Regions from separate parts of the Mus musculus genome. Here regions 1 and 3 are each linked to region 2. Evidence: chromatin contacts called from public HiChIP or PLAC-seq data. All regions are on one chromosome and are shown on one strand. Each heading gives the region's core, a stretch centred on a gene start, on an enhancer-like site or on the middle of the called end of the contact. The rest is flanking DNA. Distances are from core to core; before and after follow the strand shown. Region 1 overlaps Btbd11 (BTB (POZ) domain containing 11). Region 2 has its middle 26 kb from the start of Cry1. Region 3 overlaps Btbd11 (BTB (POZ) domain containing 11).

Region 1 (3,113 bases), core at 93-2,592, 300 kb before region 2:
GATTCCCTGCCTAGGGAATGGTGCTGCCCACAGTGGGCTGGGTCTTCCATCATCAATTAAATTAGCATGTCCACAGGCCAACCCAATATGGGTAAGCCTTTGTGGAGAATTCTCAAGTGGTTTTATACTGTGTCAAGTTGACAGTTAAAGCTAACTGTCATAGTTCCAAACCCCAAGGTTCCAAGAAGTGAAGGCAGACTTCTTTTCTGGAAGAAAATTGCATTTGCACCTAGTCTTCTTATCCCTGACACTATACTTTCTAGCTGTATGACTGTGATAGTTATTTCTGTGTGCCTTAGTTTCCTCTTCCATAAAGTGGGATAATAGTGTCATTTAACAGAGCTTAAGTAAAAACCCAAAGGGTGAGCTTAAAAAAATAAATTATTGCATGTAAAATAAATATAGACAGTAACACTTCCTGTTAGGCCCATGTAGTGGCTGTTTTTGAAACCCACTGAAAGTACTGAGCTCAGCTTGGACACTTATTGCCCATCTATCATGCCACTCAACAATTTATTATTGATTACCTGCCTTCTTCAAGCCTGGCATGCTCAGTGGGCCACAGCTGTTCTCTCTGACAGCGACAACTGTTCTAAGGTGCCAGGGAATATACCTCTGAGAATAAGACATCCACATCTCACCCTCCCTCCCCAGTCAGACAAATATCTCGTGTCCCCCAGCTGGCTGGTGAGACATCAGGGCCCAGCTTTCCAGATGGCTTAATGCTTTCTCCTCGTGCCTCTGCTCTGGGTGTTTTCCCATCATCTCTGGCCAACATCCCAAGGAGCAGGGACAGCTCCACCCATCTGGGGCTCAGTCAGCCATGGCCTGGCACTAGGAGAGGTGCCACCAGGCCAAGGGCAGTTAATCTTGTCATTAGTTAGCAGTCATAATGGGTGACAAGGCCCAGGGGTGACCTCGCAGATGGCAGTCTGCTCTGTGCTGGATGATAAATGGGGATCATCCAAGCCTGAGAAGGGCGGTGTCCATGCTGGTTTCTGAATCTCTACACCTCACAACTGCAGCCCAGTTATCACAGGGTCCAGCACAAGCCTTCCTTAGGCCAGAATGTGGGTAGCACCCTGGGAGGGCTTACCCAACCAGGTGCTTTGGGAGTAAGGAGCCTAGCATTTATTAAGCCCCACAGAATGCACCTAAGACATACTAATGATCATAGTATGCAGTTATAGCATATGAAGTTGCTGCCTTTGTAGAAGGGGCTACTAGCATAGGATATGCTCATCAACTTTCTACCACTGATGGGAGAGGGGCTCAGGAGACCTCACACCCCTCCCTGAGGAGCTATAGGCAGTCAAATGTGTCAGGGGAAAAAGGATGAGTTCTATAACCTCAAGGGGTAGCCACTGGTCCTTCACTTTTGTTAAGTAAACTAGCCCCTACCCAAACTTATGCAAGTAATTGTAATGAAAAGCAAGGGATTGGGGGTGGAGAGAGACAGAGACAGGGACAAAGGCAGAGACATAAAGAGAATTAGGAAGGTGTGTGTGTGGGGGGGGGGGAGGGATAAGAGAGGATGAGGCAACTTTGATCAAAGAACATTTCATGTATATGTGTATGTTTATGTATATGTATATCTGAGATCGTAGAAGAACAAATAAGCAAAAAAGAAGAAATGAAAAGAAAGAAAAAAAAAGAATGAATCAAGGGCAGTGGGTAAACAGCTTGGTGCACAAACACAAGGATCCAAGTTTGAATCTCCAGCATTTACATCAGAAGTGCAGAAGCACAGCTGTGCATACACCTGCGATCCCACGGGCGGTGTGGGGTTGGACACGGGAGGCTGCTGGGGTTCGCCCACTGCTGCTTTGCTGCAGGTTCAGTGAGAGATCCTGCCTCAGGGGAAAAGGGAGAGAGCTAGAGCAGAACGGCCAACCCAGTGTCCTCCTCTAACCTCCAAGTACACACACACACACACACACACACACACACACACTCACACATATCACACTCACACCCCACACACATTCACACACACCACACACACTCACACATACCACACACACACCACACTTACACACACACTCTCACACATCACACACCACACACTCATATATACACTTACACACACCACACACATACACACACACACTCACATACATACTTATATACACACACACACACTCATTCACATATACTACATACACTCACACTCAAATGCACAGTTACACATGCATGGTCTGTCTCTGTCTGTCCCCTCTCTCACACACACATGTTCTGTGTCTCTGTCTCTCTCACACACACATGCACTTGCTCTGCCTCTTTCTCTCTCCAAACACACACTCACACATGCATGCTTTGTGTCTCTCTCACACACATGCATGCACTGTTTCTGTCTTTACTTCTGTCTCTGTTTCTCTCTCTCACACACACATGCATACATGCATTCTCTGTCTCTCTCTCTCTTTTTTGGTTTCTCTGTTTCCTTCCTCCTCCTCCTTATTCTCTCTCTCTTTCTATCTCTCTCTGTCTCTCTCTCTCTAATGAATTTAACAGTGACAGCCTCTTCATATGGATCATATAGATCTATTGTATTCTCAATGAATTGTATTCTCATTGCCTGCCACTGAAAAATGTGATCAACAGGACACAGATCACTTCATAAACTACTCAAAGAAAACCCACTGAGTGCATGCTAGCACTGTGCCCATTTTAGAGATCAGTGTGTCGAGTTAGATATCTTGTCAAATACCAACCAAAGGGCAAATCCATGATTCCAACCCAGGCTGTCTGGTAGAGTGTTCAACTGCAAACCCAGAATGGGGAGCCGCTGAGCATGCTCATTTCAACCCCTTTCTGCATGTGAGAGTCTGATGCCTGTGGGGAAGCCATCTGCAATCCATTCAGATCTTAGACCTGTGGCAGAGTCTGGACTGTCTGGAGCTGCCTGTGGCTGGGCCAGGGTCATTCAGAGTGCCACACTACCTGCTGCCAGGTGCAACACTTCTCAAGAATGAGATGGTTGCCCGCGTCTTCCTGCAGGCCTTTGGGATCTACCTCGCCACTAATTCTGAACTTCGAGGACGTGGGAGGAAAGATAGTGTATAAAAATCCGCTAATATCCTCAGAGGAACCATTCCCATTTTACAGATGAA
Region 2 (3,217 bases), core at 706-3,205:
GCTCTTAACTACTGAGCCATTACTCCAGCAGATTCTTATCTAATGGTTGAAGGAATTAAGAGGCTAAAAGTAAAGCACAAATGAATTATCCAATTTGGATCTTTTGAACTTGATGTACTGTGTAATTGGGCCAAACAGGAGCAGCTCTGAATTGGTTACTAAAAAAATTCTATTTTGGAAATTATAGAGGAATATTAATCCAGCAACATGGTCACTCTGGCAAGGAATCAAATCCAAAGATATGATCTGGATGAAATGCAGACACACCCTGGATTACGGTATGAACTGGGTGAAATACAGACATGCCCTTAGTACATGCCTTTAGTTCCTTTACTACAAAAAAAAAAAAAAAAAAACCTGCTTAGAGGGAGGGGCTGACAAAGTGATGAGTTGGACAGAATGAGTCACAGGATACATGCAACTCTCAGGAGAAAAGCTATTTTAGAACAGTTCAGGGAGAATGAAGGCAGTTCAGTCAGTTCATCCGTGAGCTGGAGGCTGAGTCAACAGGGGATCAGTTCAGCGAGTGCAGTGCAGTGAGTGCAGTGCAGTGAATGCAGTGTAGTCAGTGCAGCGAGTGTTGTGCACAGAGTGCAGTGTGGCGAGTGCAGTGTAGTCAGTGCAGTGCAGTACAGTGAATGCAGTGTACTCAGTGCAGTGAGTGCAGTGCAGCAGAGCTGAGTTCGCTCCTGAGTCCATGCAGTTCAGTGCAGGTCAGCAGAGGCAGCTGAAGCCAGAGAATAGGAAAGGATCCAGAAGATTAGAACAAATTACCAGAGTTAATATGAGGTCAAGCAAAGCAATTTAGTGAGAAGCTGAGAGAAGTCAGATTGAATTGAAAGAACCTAGTGGGGAAACTCCCACTCAATTCCCAATTCGGCGTGCACCCAAAGAATCATGAACAGACCGTCTTGATGTAAATACACGAGGTAGTTTAATGGCCGAGCTCCGGGTCAAAACGTAACTCACACAGGAGACAGTGGATTCGACCACGAGGCTTGAAAGCTAGGGGCTTTTATAGAAAAGGGTCTGGGGCTGGGGGAGGAATTGGCACGGTTTCACATGATTGGTTCATTTAAATATCAACAGACTCTACATGCAGATCAAGGTAACAGCAGAGCATCTGGTTAACATTTAACCGGTCAGAAGGGTGGGAGATAGGGAGGCGCTGGGCCAGTCCGGATTTCTTGTATGTCTTCCCTATCTTTATGGCTAGTTGGTTCCTGGGATGACTTTACAGCTTTTGTTCTTTGCTCTAAGCCCAAAAGCCCTCCTAACTAGCAAGCCACATGAGTCATGGACCTTGAATAAACATTCTGGCTAGGGCTTTGAAGTCTTGAATTTAGTTTTCTTTCTTTCAGAATCAGTCGCTTGGAGAGGCATTTGAACCAGAACAGCTGAGTCAAACCAGGCAGCCAGAGTTTAGAATGAACTAGAAAGGGTGAGCTTACTCTGCAGTAAGCTTCAGACAACATTTACGTCAGGTGAATAAAAGTTACTTTTACAAGCAATTCTGTGCAGAGGCTACTCAAAGATAACCAAGAGGCAGGGTTGTTGTGTGGCTGTTTCCTACACTTCTTCTCTCCCTCCCTGTGAGAGGATGATAACTCCTCTGTAAGACTCCAGGGAGCCTTAGCTTACTGGGGACCCCTTGAGTGAACCATGTGGAGTCAAGATCAATGCAAAAAGCAAGAGGAATTTATTGTTCCAGTGCACTGGGTTCGTCCCAGACTCAAAGGAGAGGTGGTGACCCCTAGCACCTGGTCAGCAAGTTTTTATATGGTTTCCAGAGGCAGAATAGAGCATCAGCAACTAGGCACAGTATGATTGGTGGAACAGTGCACCCTTTAAACTGATTGGTCTTTAGGGAATGAGGTGACAAAGTCTTCCCTTGTCTGAAGGTGGGAACTGGTCCGTCCTGTGGAATGTGTCCCCATGGGCAGGTCAGTTCCCGCCCTGTGGTCTGACGAATGTTAATTAGCCTCTCCCTTCCAGAGAGGCAAGAGTTCCATGACCTTCCCAAAGTTTCTGAGCTGACCTTTTCACCCCAGTCTCCAAGACATCAGGCCTGACCATGCAGATTGCTTGCTTAATGGCATGTGCACAGAAATGTTGTATGTCTTGTCCAAATTGAAGCTTTGTTATCTTTCTGGTAGATCTGCTCTCTTCATCCCCATACAACATCTATTCCAAGCATGAGGTGCTCCTCCAGCCTCGGTTCCAGAATGGAAAAGATACAAAGCTGACCTGGTGAGGAAGCAGCATAATACATGCAGGGTCAAGTCATCAAGTCTTTCACATGGTGATTTCACATGGCGTGGCAAGATACACTCAACACATGTATTTCTGCAGTATCAAACAGGATCCAAATAGTGCTTCAGGAGAGGCACAACCATGAAGCAGAGTAAACACAAAAATCCTATACAACAAGCCAAGAGATTAGATCCAAGAAAAGTATATGGTTACAAAAACAACTAGATCAGTAAGCTTCGGAAAATGTTTTTGCTAGCCATGAACAAGCCTGATGTAATATTTACCTCATTCTTTTCAAGCTCTATGGAATAACCTGTGGGGGAAAAGTGACTTGCATTAACCATGAAATAGTCTCAACAAATCTCTGACCATCTGTAATTAATTGATACTGAGAAATTGATTTTAAAAGAGAAACAATCAGACAGTCAGATATGGTAATATGGTGAGGCCAAGAAATCCAAACATTTGGGAAGGGGAGGCAAGAAGATCAAGGCTGCCCTCATCCTCTGCTGCATAACAAATTCAAGGCCAGCCTGGGCTACAGGAGATCCTATCTCAAAGAGTCAGAACAAAACAAATAAACAAAGAATAGAATGAAGGTGAAGAGGAAGGAAGAAAGGGATAAAAGGTGATATATATTTAAAAGTCACAAACAATCAAGTCCTAAAACATATTATAATGCAAATCAGAATTGGGATGGGCACTCAGGAGGGTGGAGGCAGAGTGACCTTGAAGCCCACAATGAAAGGCCCCCATCTCAAAAACAAATGAAAGATAAGGAGAGAATATTTTGGAATGAACTGTACAACTGTTTTTCAAAACCAAATTAGGTGAATGTACTGTGTTCTAAAGCTAAGGTTTGGAAGATGGCTCAGTGAGTAAGTACAATGCTTCCTGCACAAGCATGATATGATACCCATGCTCAGATACCCAGCATCCATGCAGAAAAGCCCAGCATGGCTGC
Region 3 (3,126 bases), core at 183-2,682, 360 kb before region 2:
TAATTACCCAATTAATAGAAATAATAGTGGGCAGGTGAGTTGAACAGAAAGTTTTCAAAAGAAACACAAATAGCTAACACATATATGAAAAATAAAAGTGTTTACTATCCATAGCCTTCAGGGACGTTGTAAAATCAAAGAGTCCATCTCACTTCAGTTAGGGTGGCTAACAGAGAGAAAACAAACAGCAAATGCTGGCCAGGATGTGGAGAGGGAGGAGCCGCCATTCACGTCGGGTGGGCAAGAGTGTAAAATGGTGTAGCAATGACTGGATTGGTACGGAGGTTCCTCAAAACCTTAGAACAGGGCTGCTGTATGACTCAGCCAAACCATCCCTAGTTGTGCACTGGAAGGGCTCTCAATCCACACACCACAAAGCTGCTTCACACTCACACTCACAACGCTGCTCACAGCAGTCTGGAGATGGAATTAGCCGAATAGGCAAATGGATGGGGAAATGTGGTGTTTATTCACATCAGGGTTTCATCCAGCCATAAAGAAGAGATCATGAATTATTTGTAGACAGACGTGGAAATCATCATGTTAACAAAGTAAGCCAGATCCAGGAAGACCTAATATCATGTTTTCTTTCCTATGGGAAAATTAGACTAGAGCAATATATGTATATGAGACATGAATGTAGAGAAGGACCATTTGGAAAGCAGGACCTCAGGAAGGGAGAAGGACAGAAGGTAATGTGCGGATATGGGCAGAGTATGTGACCTGCATATATGAAAATGGCATAATGAAACCCATCATTATGAATGCCAGTTTTTTAAAAAATTAAAATACAACTGATCTCAGCTGTATGATGATCAAAGGGGCATCATGGCGCAATTCAGCAGGTAGCTCAGTCTGGGCCTGGAAAGATTCCTTTCATGGTGCTTGGGAAGGAGGAGGAGCTCTCTGGCTGCTGTCCTAAACTGCTGCTTGCATTGAGTCTCACAGAAACTTCTGTGGTGATGGTGATGTCCTAGGTCCCCACTGTCCATCACAAGAACCAGCCAGTTCCCCTGCGAGGCCACACCAGCTACCAAGCATCTGAAAGGAGGCTAGACTCACTATGGCGGGGCACTGACTCTTTGGTTTGAATTTGATTCTCTTTCATTTAAATTTAAACACCCACCCATGGGTAGGGATTACTGGAAGGGGCTGGGCAGCTCTAGTTTGTGAGTCTTTGTGTTATAAAAGTAAGGTTTCATGGACTGAGAGATGGCTCGGTTGATAATATAGATGCCCTCACAAGCATGAGGTTCTGAAGTTAACCTTTAGAATCCATGTAAAAATATCCAGATGGCAATGTATGTGCGTAACTCCAGTGCTAGGGAGGCAGAGGCAGAAGGATCCTCGAGCTCATTGGCCAGCAAGCCTGGACTAGTTGGTGAGAGATTCCATCTCCAAACAAAGGATCAAAATGAGTGAGGAAACCACCCAGGTGGCTAGCACAAGGTCAATGGTGCCTGAAGAATGAAAGGCAACCACAGTCAGCCTCTTACCTCTATATACATCCACACCCATGTGTGCATACACACACACACGCACATATATACACACACAGAGGCATGCTTACACACATGCACGCACACAAACACACTCGTATACACACATACAAATTACAGAATTAATAAGCAAAAGTAGTCTTTTCCTACAAAACAAGGGAAAGCTGATGTCAGACCTCACGACCCTCATCTGGTGTCCAATGGAGCCGATCCAGAAGAGACCTGGCCTTTGAGAGGAATGAGTGTCACGCATGCTGGCAGTTAGGCTATTCCTGCATGCTGGGAACACGTGCTGTTCTTAAGGCTGAGCCTGCCCCTCAGCGTGTCACTGGTGGGCACAAGCTGTCCCTCTCCCTAGGTAAATTCCCTAGATAACTCAGCCAAAGCTGCTTAACAAGTCTTGATGCTGCAGATGTCAACAGCCCAGATGCTGGCGAAGTCCCAATTGCCTGGATGCTGTCCCCAGGGATGGTCCCTGTCAAATACTGCCTTATCTATCCTTTGGCAGCTCTGCATTAATTTGCTAGCCTTGAGCTGCGTAGAGACACCAGGCCACCTTGGGGAAGGTGCAGGTGATCATGAACTTGAGAGCTGTTTTTTGCTGGTGGCTCTAGAGCTGGCTGGCCCTGTCTGGACATTGCCACATCAGGTAAGCTGCAGAGGGCTCCTGGGGTACTGAGAATGGAGACTGGAGCTAGCCTTCACTGGGATGTTTATCAGGCACCAAGAATCCCCAAAGCCCCATCACCGGCAGATGTAGCCCTACAAAAACTTAATTCTTGTTTGCATGTAGCTTAAAAAACAGAGGTTGGTATAAACACTGAGCAAAAATTAAACAAAAAGAATGGTAATACCTTGTTAGAGTGATGCCCAGGCCCAACAGCTTCATGGGGGAGGGGTACGTGGTGGGGGAGCTAGTTAGAAAGAAAAAGTTTAAGCCCCACCCCTCAGGCCTAATGAATTCAATCTACATTTTAACAAGATTCCCAGGCAATTCAAATCCTTGAGCCTGCTTCAAGCTCACTGATAGACACCACAGACAGCAAGGTGGTGCTGGCCATTGTTTCTAATGTGGGCTGAGACCTTTAAAGTGCTTTAAATGAATCAATGTGCAAAGCTTCTTCAGCTTCTATTATAGTCCAGGAAAGCGAGGCTCAGAGTGGCTAAGTAACTTATCCAAGATCACTCAGTCAATGAGGGTGAAAGTCAGGATACCAATGCAAGTGCTATAGCTCCAGAGTGCCCAAAGCGGCGTAATTCTTTTGTTTTATATATATATATATATATATATATATATATATATATATATATATATATACATACACACACACACACACACACATATATATGGATATGGATCAAAATCTCATCGTGCCTTGTAAATAGATATAATTATTATGCATCAATTTTATATATAGTGAGTGGGCTATGTTTGCTAGAATATGAATAAGAATTCTTTCCTTACTATCAGTTTAATATTTTTTGTTTGCAGTCAAGGATGTGAGGGTGATACTGCACTCTGTCTACAAAGTGCCTCACATGGTACAAGCCAGGCACAGAGTAGATGCTGATGAAATAACAGTATCCCATGGGGTGGCAGAGGGCCCTTTTATATGCAGCACCTAGC

The links. HiChIP or PLAC-seq counts read pairs in DNA pulled down with a chosen protein or histone mark.
Region 1: an H3K27ac HiChIP or PLAC-seq map of embryonic stem cells shows a contact between it and region 2, with 5 read pairs. The contact joins two enhancer-like sites. A contact is called at or near these places in 1 of 484 Hi-C or Micro-C datasets (bone marrow-derived macrophages) and 4 of 115 datasets of contacts at active chromatin or transcription factors (bone marrow-derived macrophages, embryonic basal ganglia and embryonic stem cells).
Region 3: an H3K27ac HiChIP or PLAC-seq map of embryonic stem cells shows a contact between it and region 2, with 3 times the contacts expected there. The contact joins two enhancer-like sites. A contact is called at or near these places in 4 of 484 Hi-C or Micro-C datasets (bone marrow-derived macrophages, embryonic stem cells and trophoblast stem cells), 5 of 115 datasets of contacts at active chromatin or transcription factors (embryonic basal ganglia, embryonic forebrain, embryonic stem cells and 1 more) and 1 of 9 other capture datasets (embryonic stem cells).

What each region holds. Positions count from the first base shown.
Region 1 is chr10:85,506,145-85,509,257 of GRCm38.p6, reverse strand. The region is part of intron 1 of Btbd11 (BTB (POZ) domain containing 11); the gene reads right to left. Among named protein-coding and RNA genes, the nearest start is that of Gm40731, 82 kb to the left of the region's middle. Within about 2 kb of position 1,342, at least 5 of the 459 cell types and tissues checked have an H3K27ac peak or open chromatin away from gene starts, as enhancers often do. A contact at or near this core is called in embryonic stem cells, where this site is marked.
Region 2 is chr10:85,209,074-85,212,290 of GRCm38.p6, reverse strand. No RefSeq gene overlaps it. Among named protein-coding and RNA genes, the nearest start is that of Cry1, 26 kb to the right of the region's middle. Within about 2 kb of position 1,955, at least 11 of the 459 cell types and tissues checked have an H3K27ac peak or open chromatin away from gene starts, as enhancers often do. A contact at or near this core is called in embryonic stem cells, where this site is marked.
Region 3 is chr10:85,569,922-85,573,047 of GRCm38.p6, reverse strand. The region is part of intron 3 of Btbd11 (BTB (POZ) domain containing 11); the gene reads right to left. Among named protein-coding and RNA genes, the nearest start is that of Gm40731, 19 kb to the left of the region's middle. Within about 2 kb of position 1,432, at least 5 of the 459 cell types and tissues checked have an H3K27ac peak or open chromatin away from gene starts, as enhancers often do. A contact at or near this core is called in embryonic stem cells, where this site is marked.